Linked DNA regions of Hordeum vulgare: region 2 is linked to region 1. A link is a contact called in public Hi-C data. All regions are on one chromosome and are shown on one strand. Each heading gives the region's core, a stretch centred on a gene start, on an enhancer-like site or on the middle of the called end of the contact. The rest is flanking DNA. Distances are from core to core; before and after follow the strand shown. Region 1 has its middle 15 kb from the start of LOC123400150. Region 2 holds the start of LOC123397049 (DNA damage-binding protein 2-like).

Region 1 (7,343 bases), core at 2,883-5,382:
GCCTCTAGGGCATATTTCCAACAAGAAGGAGCAGTCATGCGTCGCCGCCGCAGGACCGAGGCGGAGCCCGACGAGGACGCCTCGTAGTCGCTTACGACCACGGGGACAGACGTGCGGTGGCTCCGCTGGAAGAACGCCAAGGCGCTCGGGATTGCCATTGAGAAGTCTGAGCGCAAGGCGGCGGAGGCAGCAGCCGAGGCGGCTCAGCTCGCTTAGCTCAAGCGGTAGCAGGAAAGTAAGGTCCGGCGGCTAAAAGGGCTCGTCATCCTCTCCAATGACGACGACAGTGACCACGGCTCCTCATCGGACGACACAGATGATTCCGCACCAACCGTCGACTCCTATACCTGCGTCGACGACCCGAAGGGCAAGGGCCAGCGAGGAAGTGGTCAATGTGTGCCGTCTTCATCTTCATTTTCAAGATTTTAGTAGTCTAGTTTAAATTTGTTTGTTGTTTATGTGAATTGTATGAACTGTGGCGATCTTTTGAACATCAAACGATGATCTTTTGGTGATTGGAATATGCATTCATGTGTTCGATTCTCTATTTCTGGTTGATATACATTCTTTCTATCTATGTTGTGTGTTAAGATGGATATGACAGATCGGATATAAGATACACAGATGTGGATAACACGATTGATGAAGTGCTCGATCGTGTCCGCGGGCGTTTGAGGATTTGTAGATCTTCATTGTAGATGCTCTTACATGCATGAGTCGATGCATATGACACATGAGCACACTCGTTTATCCATAATGCCACATGAGTTGGGTTTGGTTAGAATTGCATAGATATCACGCACGACGATTGTGGACAATTTTCTCCCTATAGCAGCGTGGTTTTTGTGTGTGTACGTGTGTGGTTGTACAAGATTACGTACGTACGTCGCGATCGTACACAATGGTACCACGTGACAGTGATTGCACTCATGGCTCGCGCGGGCATCCGCTTGCGGTTTCCATTGACACCGACCGCTAAATCGGCGTTAAAATCATGAGATCTTTAGCTTGACCAAATTTGCGACGACGATTTATTTTCTTATTAGAAAAACGGACACGTGGGATTTTTGTACTATATTATACTCAAGAGAACAGGATTAGTATTTTATTGCATTTATTCATTGATTTTAATATAGCTTATCACTTATGTAAACGTAAGTTTTGCATTAGGACAGAATCGAGGAGGCCATGCCACACGACGACGTCGATCCACAGGCCGACCGACGTAAAAGCTTAAAACATCTATAGCCGGAATTTATGAATCTCGTTCCTTAAATAGTGTGCGGATGTATCTTTTATTTATTCGTTTATACAGTCATATTCTTTAAAAAAAATCATATGTTCGATCACTTACACATGATTGACAAAGAGAAAGAGAAAAAAAAAACAATGAACCGAGATGAGGTCGCGTCCTATGTGACGGATTGATCAGACGCGTCCGAATACGTCCTCAAACCCTCATATCCTCTTCATATTTGAAAGTGATACGAGGGTTCGTAAACAACTCGGACATATATAAATGACATGACGGATTCGATTGTGTCATTTTCTTCTATCACTTGTTTGTTCATTGATCGCGCTCGTCCGGACGTATGGAGGGTCATGGGTCCTGGGTGTAGATGCTTATAGGACATGATGCGTCCAGCGTGCCGGTGTGATCCATCGGATGCGTGCGCCGGTGAGGCTCCATTGATCGATCCATGAAACAACAGTGTGGCCGTCCATCTGTGTCCCTCTCGAACCACACCATTTTCCTTCTTTCTTTTTTTGCGGGAACTCTCGAACCACACTTTGACCAGGCAGGCATCGACTGTTTTGGACGTGCTGTGATACGCTGGTCCCATGCTCAAAACAAATCTGCTCGTACAAGACTACTACGTACTTCTATAATACAATTTAGCACGCACACGGAATAGCAAAATAATGGCCGGATGCCAAGAGGGTGATCGTAGAGTAGCACAAGAGATACCGGAATTCTCTTGGTAACGGGACACATGCACATGCACGGTCCACACACCCCACCGCGGATTGATCAGGAAGAAGAATAAGGAAAAGTACTACTTCTAGTAGCACATATCATAACCGCCGTCGTCAACGAAAACAGACTGCAGTAGAGGGTGCACACAGGTTACAGAGGCGTGCCAGCTTTGAGTGGCACCATTTTGAAAACTCGGACGGCTTATCGGACCGGGGCATAGACGTCCCAATCGGATACGCCGCTTGCATGTACGACGTACGTATCTGCATCACGTGCCGGCTAGCAATCAATGGGACAGTGCGCGATGCCGTCAATCAAGTACTCCCTCCGGACATTCTTACTATACGTAGTACTCTGCACATATGCTCATAAGATTTTTCTAGTTTGGCCAACTTTATAAACAATGACATCGTTAGAGCAGCTTCAATGGACGACCCATTTCAATCCGTCGTCCTTTGTTTGGCTTCGCGCGGACAAAATGGATGGCCGAACGCGCTGACCCATTTCCAAAACGCGTCCTTACCGATCCATTTCTGACTCAAATTTAAGACTGAAATGCGTCGGCGCGGACACGAAGCGGACGAACGCGCACCCTCTCTGTGTCCGCATGTGGCCGGCCTCGCCGACTTGTCACACAACCACCCACCCACATCTGCCCGTTTTTTTAATTCGCTGGCCCACCCCACCCACATTTCTTCTATTATTATATTACTACAGTGCTGCTGTCCACTTGCTTCCCGTTGGATGCACGTGCTGATCCATTTAAAAAAGCGGACACGGACATGCCGACGGACGAGCCAAACGGACAAAATGGCCATCCATTTGGGTCGACCCATTGAAGTTGCCCTTAGATATGTCATGTTATTTATAACTTTAATAATGTAGATGTTCAAAATTTCCACATCAATATTGTCAACTTCACAAAGTTATAAAGTAGGCACTGCTACGCATCGGTCGGCCAATCCTTTTAAAAGATCGGCCAGGTCGCTAGCCGCCAGACCTAACGATGTGCATCTTAACTTTTGTGACAGAGATAATGTTGCGAAAACGTGTGTAGAGTTCTTTTTGCAACGGAATTTGTTACATAATATTTTCTGTAACAAAGATCATGTTACGGAAATGTCTGTAGATTATTTTCTTGAAACAGAGTTTGTTATAGATTGTTTTTTACAATAAATATCATGTTGCGAAAATATACATAGACCTTTCTTGTAACAAAGTGGGACGATAAATATTTTTAAAAAATCTACTAGCTCCGCAGCCATTTAAATCTGACAACATCCAACAACCCAACATCGGTTTTACTATCGTAACAAAGAAGTGTTGCAGAACTTTTGCAACAAAGAAAATGTTGCAGAACTTTTGCAACGAAGCTCATACTACAGGAAATTATTTGCAACGCAAGGTGTGTTGCAGATTACTTTTCCTAGTTTTGCGACATTGATGATGTCACATGTTTCTTTTTTTTTGCAGTCAAAGATGTTGCAACAGTAACACTAGCCCGGTTGCCGTCTTTATTTTGCAACTTCGCCATTTTATAGAATTCTTTAGGGGCAGGCACGTGCAGCTTCCGTTGTGTGAGGCGGAGCCGACGATTTCGCGACGCTGGTCCTGGACATGGTTCGTCGTACTGGTTTTCGTTGGGCTCGCACCGCGGCGGAGGCGGCAAGGGGGGTGTGCCTCGTCCGCTTGGGAAGGTTGCGTCGTTTCCTGTCAATACGTGGGCGACGTCGATGGCCACCATTTAGGCCCAGCCAGCCTTGTCGCTCCGCCATAATTGGGGAGGCCATCGTCAACGGAGTTACCTTTTAGTTGATCTGCAATATACCACTTGTTGGGGTTTGATTTTAAAACATGTGACCAATTGCATGAATGAAACTAGCTATAAAAACGCATTAGTGGCGAGGGTTCTAAGGAATAAGGATGAAGGAGAAATGCGGTGCGTGGACGTAATCAAGACGCGTGACAAAACACAGGACGCGGCGGATGTAAAAGAAAAAAATCAATGGGTTGAACACCTGCTTTTCCTTATAAAATTTAATTTCTAATCAATTTTACATACGAAGTAAAAAAAGGACGGTAGGGTCAGATGTGCGCTCCGGGCTGGGTTGAGGCTGAAGCAATAACTGGTCGATTGGTACAGGCGGTTCACATGTACCACTCTGGTTTCCTGTCTGGCGGCGATTGATCGCGTACCACAGTACACAACGCAAAAAGCATTGTCAACCAATTAATTAAGACAGGACGCGACTGACTATTCAAGTGCTCAAGAGTTGTTTTGTCGCCTACGCGTCTTAGGCTGTTAAATATCATAGGTAGTATCATGCATGCCAACTAAGCATTTTTGATGAGGTGACATAGAATTAAATTAAAAAAGAAAGGGTTAAGTATCATATCATGATACCGTATCATATTAAATGATGTGCTACTATGTATCTCGCATGATAATAAATAAATTACACTATGATACTAACATATGATACTATACATTACGGATGTGGTATCATACACTAGTATCATATGCATTACCCACTACAACCAGCCTTACCTTCGAAACTATCTCATTTGTCTTATAATATTAAAAACACATTTATATTATGGGATGGACGAAATAGTACTACTTCGATCATTAGCCAGATATCATAACTTCTATACCTAATAATAAAATAAATAGGTATTATTATTCCGTCGTGTTTTTGCACAAAACCCCTCATATTTCATGGAGAGTCAACTCATAGTTCATAAAAAAGTGTTAACACTTCTCCACACGTTTCATTGGGTTCGTATATTGCAGAGTTACACTGTCACACGCTGAATTCCAGTCCGGAAAAGAAAGCAAACTGCATTGGAAGGAATTAGTAACCCTGATCACCTGGGATAGAAACGAAAGGACAGGGATTTCTTCTACAACCCAAAGCTTCATTAATATTCAGATTATAGATAATAGATGGGGAATAAATCAGGCACGTATCCACTTTATATCATCTCGAAGGCGCTGGATGTCATCGGCAAGATGGTGAAGGTGGACGTGGTCTGCACGTCCAGTGCGGCTACAGGTGGATTGCCGCTCGGGGCGAGCAGGAGCTTGCACAGTGGCTTTCATGACTGTTTTGGTGCTCGCCAACTCGTGGCGGCGGTATGCAGGGCTAGCTGGTATGGCATAATGTAGGCACAGGGGGCTGCGGCTGCCAGCAAGAACGGGGCAGAAACTGTGCCGGGAGAAAATGTGAAGCTGAAATAGGTCATGACAAACATTGTTAGGATACGTCGAAATTTCATGGTCTAAAAATAAATATTTAGCGTAACCTTATTTAATTTTCGTCCGGTGTAACGCATGGGCATTTGTAGTAGTTTAAACATAAAAAAATAGATATTCTTAGTCCGTTATTAATGTTTACAAAAAAGTCCATGTGTTTTCTCTAATCAACCCACACTACGTAAATAAGTTACTTACCAGAAAAATCACACGCCCTAAACAGATCGCATGCATGCAAAGAAAAACCAGAAAATAGAACGGACGCACGACACCACCTCCACGTGATGCAGCTCTTCCTTCTCGACTTCTCTCCAGCGTCGCCGCTGCCGTCCCGACACCCGCCACCGCTCTTTTCTCCTTACCCTTCCAACCAAGCCCAATCTTCTCCGGCGTCTTCCCCAGCCTCCTCCACGTCCAACCTGCTATATCAATTTTGGACAGAGTGAGCACGTGCTACCTGTGTGCTGCCAACGAGCTCGAACTTGGCGGCGCGGCGGCCGCAGTGACGCCCAACAAGGAGCTGCATCCCAACGCAGCTGTTGCAGGCGGAGGAGATGGCCACCCAATCGATCTACCTGGCGACCACGACGACCCGCTCGAGTTCCCTGACTCGGCATCCCCAATGGTCGCGCTGCGAGAAGCGACCTCACCGGCTACCAACGCGTCCGTCCTAGGTCGTCGCGGGATCCAGAAACCACTGAATACTACTACGATTCCCTCGGGAGGCACAATGCGAAGAAGAAATAAGCACAACAACATAGGCAAGTTAGCAACAGAAAAACAAACACATTAGTTGTTCATGATTTATCCTCTCTATATGATTCTTGACCATTCGCAAGTTCAAAGTAGCTTTTCAGAAGGAAAAACTTAAAGACAAGGAATCCATGCCTTCTAAGTTTGAAATTTAAGTGAAAACTTTTGCTTAAGCACCTATTGTGTGTGCTGACGATTAGGCATGTGTGATGAATTTGTGTCTGCTGACGATTAGGCTTGGGATTTTCTGCACCTTTCTCCCCATGCTTGCTTGTTCTGGATTTTGCACCATCAGTTTTCCTCTTATCATTCAGTTTACTTTTCTTTTATTTTCTTTCTTTAGGTATAACTGACTTTGGTCCTACTCATTTTAGGAGCTGTTTGATAACAAGGCCTCATAGTGGAGGAGCGGCTAATGTTACTGTACTTGAACACCAGGATTATCAGGATTTTAACGGCCATTCCGTCATCAAACTCAACACCAACCACAACTGTGTGATGGGTGGGCGTCGCGACCTCACAAGGGCAAAGGTGAACTTCTTTTGCATAGTGTAATATTTCCTTCATCCCACAATATAAGACGATTTTGTAAACTAAAACATCTTGCAAAACAATTTCATATTTAGGCATGACGGGAGTATTCCACTTGGAAGTTGATTCTTCGGAAAAATCCAAAACTACTTGCGCCTTGACTTCTTTGTTCGCTATTGGTGCAAATTTAACGTGTTGGTTTTCGGTCTTTATGGCCAAATTATGAAGGATCAAGTGTTTGCTCAATTATTTGATTAGTAGGCCAGACAAGATGTCATTAATGACCTTCGTGTTGCAACTCGGTTCCTCAAACTGGCTAACCATGGTTCATGGTATCTGGTGTTTGCTTTGGAGTGAAGCTCCCGTTGTGTTTCCTTTGTACTGAAGCTCTCTGTGCAATGCACGGGTAATTTTACTAGTATCTTTTAAACATAATACAAACACAAACATTTATATACATGCGCATACACGTATCTGTATAAACACACGCCAGAGGTCATATCTGGTAACCGTGCATGCATGCATGGTTATACGAGTAGCGACGGGCTAGAATGCGCACAAGAATGGAATGGATGTGTGATGTGCGTGCGCCCGTTGCCATTTTGCAGTTTTGCACCATCAGCATCTCGCACAAGGATGTGTCCAAACGCGGACGAGACGTCGCGTACCCCGCGACGCCAGGATTTTTTTTACTGGGCACTTCCACAGCCATCCTCAATCAGCTTTCAGCTCCACGGCGGCTGGAAGCTATGGAGGAGTGGACGACGGTGCCTTGCCTTCCTTGCCTTCCTTCCTTCCCTGTCTTCCGGAGCACCGAAAGGCCGC
Region 2 (7,287 bases), core at 3,758-6,257, 89 kb before region 1:
GATTCTTTCCTTCGACCGTCCATCCAATCTGCAAGAATTAAGGGTGTAAAACATATATATAGCAAACATGGAAGATACTCTGATACAACAAAGGTGTGTATGGTATGTCATATATGACAATGCACAATGATATCCCTGAATCACATATGACAGTATACAGATATATCTTGAACTCAAATGAAAATAGGAACTCATCACTGGTAACTCCATTTGGAATTGAGTTGCCAAGCGTAATGCATGAATAAACCATATTAGCATCCAAGTCAACAGTTTCAAAAGGAGCTGCATATAGTGCATGTAAGCTATTAATCTCACATGAGGTATCAAACAACTCCTAGGAGTGCTCATTTACTCACAAGTAAAGGAACCCAAAACTATCCGCCACCAAAAGAAGACCTTTCTCGATGTTTAAGTCCATTCCGTATATCATGCGCCAAGTGCTTGGACCCTGTTAAAAGCAACAATCAGGGTTGATTAAATCAAGCCCAAAGTGGATGCAAAAAGAAAAAAAAGAAAACAATGCAAACAAATGTTTGCCTAACACAGCACAAGAAGCGTTGAGATAAGATTGAAATGCAATATAAGCTTGATCAGATAGCAATGGAGATAACTTACACTCCAACCATCTGGGTTGAGATTTAACAAGGGCGAGCCAATTCCAGTGTCCAAGTCTGTGCTGCTGATAGTCCCATCAGAAGAAGCTGTGTATAGCACTCCATCATTTGCAGTGTCAAACCTGAATAAGATCATATCAAGTTGCCATATTTCATCCTTGGATAAGGGAACGAATAATAGCCATCAAGCTAAAGCTCTTACTTCATACTGTTCACAATGTAGGAGTGCACAGAATCATAAGTAATCTTCTCATGCAGCTTAACATAATCCCAATTCCCCATCATGGAGTAGCAGCTTCTAAAAATTCTGAATTCATAAGTGTTTCATATGTTAAATACTTCTCATTTCAAATTAAGTATCTTCCATGAAGTTAGTTTATAGCCCGGACTATATAAGTAAATCGATTGCCTGCAAGGCTGCAATTCTAGGCTAAGCTAAACTTTGGAACCCCATCACGAACCCTTTTGAGAACTGGAATGCAAGACCACATCTGGTTTTGGGAGACCAACAAACTAAAACTTTGCTAAAAACGATGTCTGCTTATGAATTGAATAAAACATTGCTAAAAACGATGTCTGCTTATGAACTGAATAAAAGAACAGCTTTGCAGTTTGGTGGCAGACAGAGAAACACATATGTGAACAAGGGCAAGTTCATTTCATCGGCCTTGTTAGTGATTTGGCTTTCAAGGGGCTACATACCTCTGCTATAGCCACCGTTAGCGATTTATAGTTTGACAAGAAGATTTAGGCTATGGCCATGGATCCATGGTGGAGCAGTTTTGTCTGCACAGAAAGAGGAACAACAGGGAGGGCATGAGGTGCTCAAGAAGGGAGTGCCCGAGGCGGGCGTGCCGGTCCTGGCCGTCGTGCTGAGGGCCTGCGGCGGGGTGGTCCTGGCCGTCGTGCTGGGGGCCTACGGCGGGTGTGCTGGTCCTTGCCGCCGTGCTGGGGGCTTGAGGCGGGGCGGTCCTGGCCGCCATCGACCGCCATGGCGGGGCGCGGCTCAGGCCGGCATCGAAAGGAGAAGAAGGCGAGGGGGCGACGAGAGATGAGGTGGGAAGAGGGAAGGGACATACCTGCGCCGTCGCCGGCTGCCTGGTTGCGTGCTAGGTCGCCGCCGCCAGGACCTCCCCGAGCTCCCTCGCCTCCTCGCCGGAAGCCGACGGCCGACATCCTCCTGCGCCCGTACGCCACCCCTCTCAACCTGGCCTCCTCATCCTCCTGTGCCCGTACGCCATCCCTCCTCGCACCCGCATGCCGCCCCTTCGGCCTCACGTCATCGCCGACAAGGCGCCCTCCCGTCGCCTCGCGCGTCTTCTCGGTCGGGGCCCTATATTCGGAGGAAAACAAATCTCGCCGGGTCTGAGCACGGATCGAAGGAAGGTGCGAGAGAGGGGGAGAGAGAGAAAGAGGAGATGGGGTCAGGAGAGGAGGGGGCGTACCTGAGCGAGGGGCCGGCGGCGGTGGCGACCTCACCTTGCCACCTCGACGCCGGTGACCCCCGTCGGTGAGGATCTCCTCCAGTCCGCCGACAAGGGCGCCGCCACTCACCTTCTCCTGCACCGACGCGGCTGGAAGAGGATAGATCAAACAAAGGATTTCGACTGAAAAAATTACAGATGCAGGGGCTTTCTTGCAAATATGAAACGTTTTTCCACATATCCCTCACTTAATCAGGGGCTGTGGGTTGAATGCTCGAAAACGGAGGAACTTTTTCGCAAAACAGCCACGACGGACGACCAGAAAACGTATTTGCTTTATTATTAGGTCGAGATATAAGTAACGAAAGGCCAGTGCGTTGCAACGCGAGAAAAAAATTAATAGTCTTTGATGATCTGGACCACATTTTGATGCATCGCCAAAATATACTACCACCCTTAATTCCGTGAAATCATGAAGATTCTTTTAACACGTGCACAAATTTGAAGCTGTGATGCTTTTTTCAAATTCGTGAACACTTGTATAATTTTTCGAAAATCAAGAACATTTTTAGAATGGAATTAATGGGAATTTTATACTATTTACAATTTTTTCAAGAAAATCTTGAATTGGCGAACGTATCTAGAATCAACGAACATTTTTTTGAAATTAGTACAACAATTTTGGAAATTACCGAACTGTTTTGATTTAAGTTTTTTTTTTGAACTCAATGAACATTTTTCAGATTCATGATTATTTTTTGAATCGGCGAACATTTTATGAATGAATAAACTATTTTATAAGCCACCAAGAGTTTTTGAATTTTAAGGATATTTTTATTTCATTCACATTTTTTGAATTGGCGAAATTTTGTTAAATTTCGTTAAAATTTTCTAATAGAAGAATTCTTCTAAAATTTATGTACATTTTTTGAGTTCCTGTGCATTTGTTTAATATTTTGGATATTTTTTGAATGAGCAAAATAAATTGAATTCACACTTTTTATGATTTATTGAACATTTTGTTTAATGAATCCCACTTTTTATTCTCGGATTTTTTTAAAGTCATAAACTCTTAAAAATAGAAAAAACACAAAATAAAAACATATAAAAAAGACATGGGCCGGCCAGACGTATGGAATGCATCTTCGCCAGCACACAGAACACTGTATAAGAGGTCGCTACTGCATGGGCCGGGCCAGACAAGGGATTCCCCTGTGTGAAACTTTTTTCTCTCACTTATAGATGACGTTGACGGATAATGTTTTTGCAACTTTTGGGGGAATTTTCAAATGTACCGTCCGAAGCAAATAGCTCCTTTATTATTACGTATACATATAAACAAATTTATGGATATTCCACTAATGCGTTTTCTAAATCAGATGTACTGAACTAAACAATGACACATTTTACACATTTTTGAATCGGGGCAGTGTGTTTTCATATGGTTGTTTATTCATTTTCGTTTGTACGTAGTCTATACCGAAACACCCAAAACACCGTATATTTGTGAACAGAGAAAGTATAAAGCTGTTTTAAAACGAAAATGTTCTAGTAAAAAAGCAATGTTGTTTTTGTTTTTTGGCCAAAAAAAGAAAAGAAAAGTGGCTTCTCTAACATCTTAGGGATGAAATCTTTAGAATATTTACCAAGAGGAGTACAAAGGAAAACTAATACTTCCTGTGTCCCAAAATAAGTGTCTCAACTTTATATTAGCTCTAGTATAAAATTATATTTAGTTTGAGACACTTATTTTAAGACGGATGGAGTATATGGTTGGATGCTCAAGAGGATGGTGATGCATGAGTCTATGAGCGAAAATTGGGCCGACGCTACTGGGAGACGAGGACGTCGGTCCCGTGGCGCCGACCGCGTTCCTATCCCGCCGGTGCCGACGAGCGGTCGTGCGCGCCGCGAGGAGATCGAGCGCCGCCTCCGCCTCCTCCCCGACGACCTATACTACAACGAAAGGTGCGCCGCCGACTCCACCCTCTCGGACACCTGGCTCAGGGACGAGCACGACGTCGTCAGCAACGGCGACGACGACGACACCGGCGGCCAGTGAAGACGGCGACTGCGACGGCAACGACGGACTTTTTTTTTATATTAATTATGTCAAACTGGGCCGTTTTGTGGCCGTGAAAACTGGGCCGTTTTTAATGTTAATATTATTATATTTTAGGTTTTTTAACTGCTTTTATTTATTTTTAGTTGAGTTTTTTTATTTTTTAATCAAGTCCAACGCGACATGACTAGGGGTGCGGCCGCGTGGTGGGCGCACACACGACCCAATCGACAGAGGCGGACATGGGCATTGCTGTCTCAAACGGACAAAATCCGGTCAAATCGGATGCCCATTTAGGGTCGTGCAGTGGAGTTGGCCTTAGGCACCATACTGCGAGAGTGGGGTTGGACCTTGACACGAGGCGCCAGTCTGATAGTATGTGTGCGTCTTTAACTTAAACGTTACATAGTGTAATATGGCGTCTGCCAGTTGAGCCGCACATAAAAAGGTCAGTTGAGTGAATTTTTTTAAAGCGTGACTCAGTTTGTAAAATAATATTTTTTTAAAGCATGACTCAGTTTGTGAAATAATTTTATGCATGATCAATTGTGTGCATTTTGCCTATAAGCACAGACAAATGAGTCAAGCCAAGCGTGCCGGTCTGATCCATCGGACTGACGCGACACATGCGTGCACCGGTGAGACTCCACCGATCGTGCCACGAAACGACACTGCGGCCGTCTATGTGTGCCTCTCCAGCCGCACTCGAACCAGACAGACACCGACTGTTTTGGACGGATGGTATGCATGCTAGCTGGTCCCGTCTGCGTTCGAGATTTGCACATAACGGGGACAAAGCAATGACCGGTCAGGCATCAGGTTCAGGCGCCGTACGTACGTACCAAAGACCGTCATCTTCATCGGAAACGGACTGAGCCACATGTAGTAGTAGCTAGTACAGCCTACAGCTTACAGAGGCGTGCTGGCTTGAGTAGCTACAATTAACATGGAGAACCCAGACGGCTTATCAGACCGGGGCCATAGACGTCCCGATCGGGCTGATAAGATATGCACTCAGAGGCAGCTAAGCTGCGGCAAGCGGTCGACGCCGATAGCTCACCGCGAACGGATAGCCCTAGCTTGCCGTCGACTTGAGTGTCAGACGTATGACTCCCTGCTGCTTGATTACCCAGCAATTATCGAACGGAGTTGCGTGCGGTTAAGAGATTCTGTTCATCGCTCGATTAGGATTAGGAATAGCTGGATGATTGGTAGCTGCTTCGTGCTCACATGTAGTACCACCACTCCGGTTCATGTCTGGCGGCGATCGATCGAGTGTTGTGTTATCAACCAATTAGTTACTATAGAACGGGCAGGACTATTGGAATGCTCGAGGGGTGGTCTTAGCTATCGCGAGAACTGAGTCATCCACTCTTTATGTTATTGATTGAAAGAAAAGAAAAGGAAGAAAAAATGTCTGCTCACCAGCTAGCAGCTAGGGTTCATACCGTGACGGTCACCGTACACAAGTTTTCTTTGGATCCATCCATTCGTTGTCTCTGTGAGTCTTGCACTCGAAGGGACGTGTGATGTGCGCGTGGGTCTGTTGCCAGCAGCATATACAGGCTGCAAATGAAAGAAAAAGGATGTTTTCAACGTGGAAGTAGCCAGGCCACTAGCAGGACAACGTAAAAGGATGTGTTGCAATCTCATCTGAAGAGGCGGATGCACATGCGGGAGATCTTTTCTTGCTAGGCGGGTGAACGAGACCATCTATCTATCGATGGCTTTAGCCGGATCACGTCCTACCGATCGTGATCCACTCATCCACTACAGTATGTCTGAAAATTACGATCGTGGGTGGCAAGCGGCTTCCGGAGCACCGAAAGGGCGCACTTCTTCTTCTTCTTATTATTATTATGAAGAACGCCCGGCAAAGCGAGGGGCGGTTTGCTGCCTGGTGAGATCAAAATCGTCTGCATTTGTTTGTCCCGACGTCCGCGCCGTCTTCCGGACAGTCGCCGTCAGTGGCCACTTTCTATCTCGAGCAGGAGTAAATTTAAAACTCGGGAGACTTTGGCTGTATTTTGGACATTTGATCTGACCGCGGGGGAGACAGCTTCGCTGGTATTGCTATCTTTTAAGTTTTAGTTTGGCCGGTCCTGGCGAGAGCTAGCGCCAGATTCTTGCAAACCATGGGTTGTTGAGGCTCAGGCAGGTTGTCAACTTGGGGTGCATTTGCAAAGATGGAACTCCGGTCAGCCGTTGGTTTGCAAGTGGCGGCTGCTGCATCCTCGGCGATTCATCAGTCCCGCGTCCTGTCGCGCCGGGATACGTTTTTTCTTAAACAAAGACAAAAAAAATTGCCTCATCGATTAATTAAAAAGAAAAAAAATACTCTGTTAATTTATGAAGAACCAGATGAAAATCGATACACACACCCTCAAAGTTATACTCACAAAGCATAAAACAGTACGATCACTTAGACAGCCTGTCCAATGCTTCCAACACCTAACAACCATTGCTCTCAATACCTACACAACACATCCAAACCCACAACACAAACCCAAAAAATGAAATCCACGGTGACGACACCAGAGTCATAGCACTATCCATCATGAATCGAGGACGCCTTTCCTTTGGTGTTACACTTCTTACCGTTGCTCATGTTTGATTTCTCCTTCAAGAAACAACCATTAGTCTTGTTGTAGTTGCGGACGTAGTTGTTGTCAACCAAGTGGCTGGAAGATGCCAACACACCGTCCTCATCAATAGCCTCAAGCATAGGAACCTCAGGTCCATAGGACTCGGACGCCTCCAGATGCACACCTGACAAAGATGAATCATGCCCCTCACACGAAGTCACTGATGAGTCCACCTTCATACTCTCGTGTTAGACTCAAACATAGCTCCCTGAGCCCAGGCATGATCTGCAGCACCAGAGCTCACTGGAAGACAACGTAGGAGGCGAGGTAGACGTCAATGATGAATTGACTCCACCGTGAGGGAAGAAACAACCAAATAACTCCACCCCCCTTGTCCTCCGCATAGAAAGCACCTGACACACAAGGAGGATTAGATGTTGGAGTGGTCTGCAACATAACTGGTATAAAGGAGAGTCTACTCAAAACAGTCTTGGCTCGCTCCAAAAAACTCCCAACTCACGCCATACAACCTTGCAATAGCACAGTCTGATCAGCGAGAGCAGCCTACAACATCACCTCGAACTGGGATACGTTTTCGTTGA

The links. Hi-C and Micro-C count contacts between places; a contact is called where the count stands out from the background.
Region 2: a Hi-C map of seedling shows a contact between it and region 1, with 2.2 times the contacts expected there. The contact joins two enhancer-like sites. A contact is called at or near these places in 3 of 6 Hi-C or Micro-C datasets (leaf and seedling).

What each region holds. Positions count from the first base shown.
Region 1 is chr5H:503,727,895-503,735,237 of MorexV3_pseudomolecules_assembly, reverse strand. No RefSeq gene overlaps it. Among protein-coding and RNA genes, the nearest start is that of LOC123400150, 15 kb to the right of the region's middle. Within about 2 kb of position 4,132, at least 3 of the 3 cell types and tissues checked have open chromatin away from gene starts, as enhancers often do. A contact at or near this core is called in leaf and seedling, where this site is marked.
Region 2 is chr5H:503,817,376-503,824,662 of MorexV3_pseudomolecules_assembly, reverse strand. LOC123397049 (DNA damage-binding protein 2-like) reads right to left here and starts at 938. Exons shown (of 3, transcript XM_045091753.1): 1 at 817-938; 2 at 616-736; 3 at 353-448. The coding sequence starts at 899. The coding sequence ends at 353. Within about 2 kb of position 5,007, at least 3 of the 3 cell types and tissues checked have open chromatin away from gene starts, as enhancers often do. A contact at or near this core is called in leaf and seedling, where this site is marked.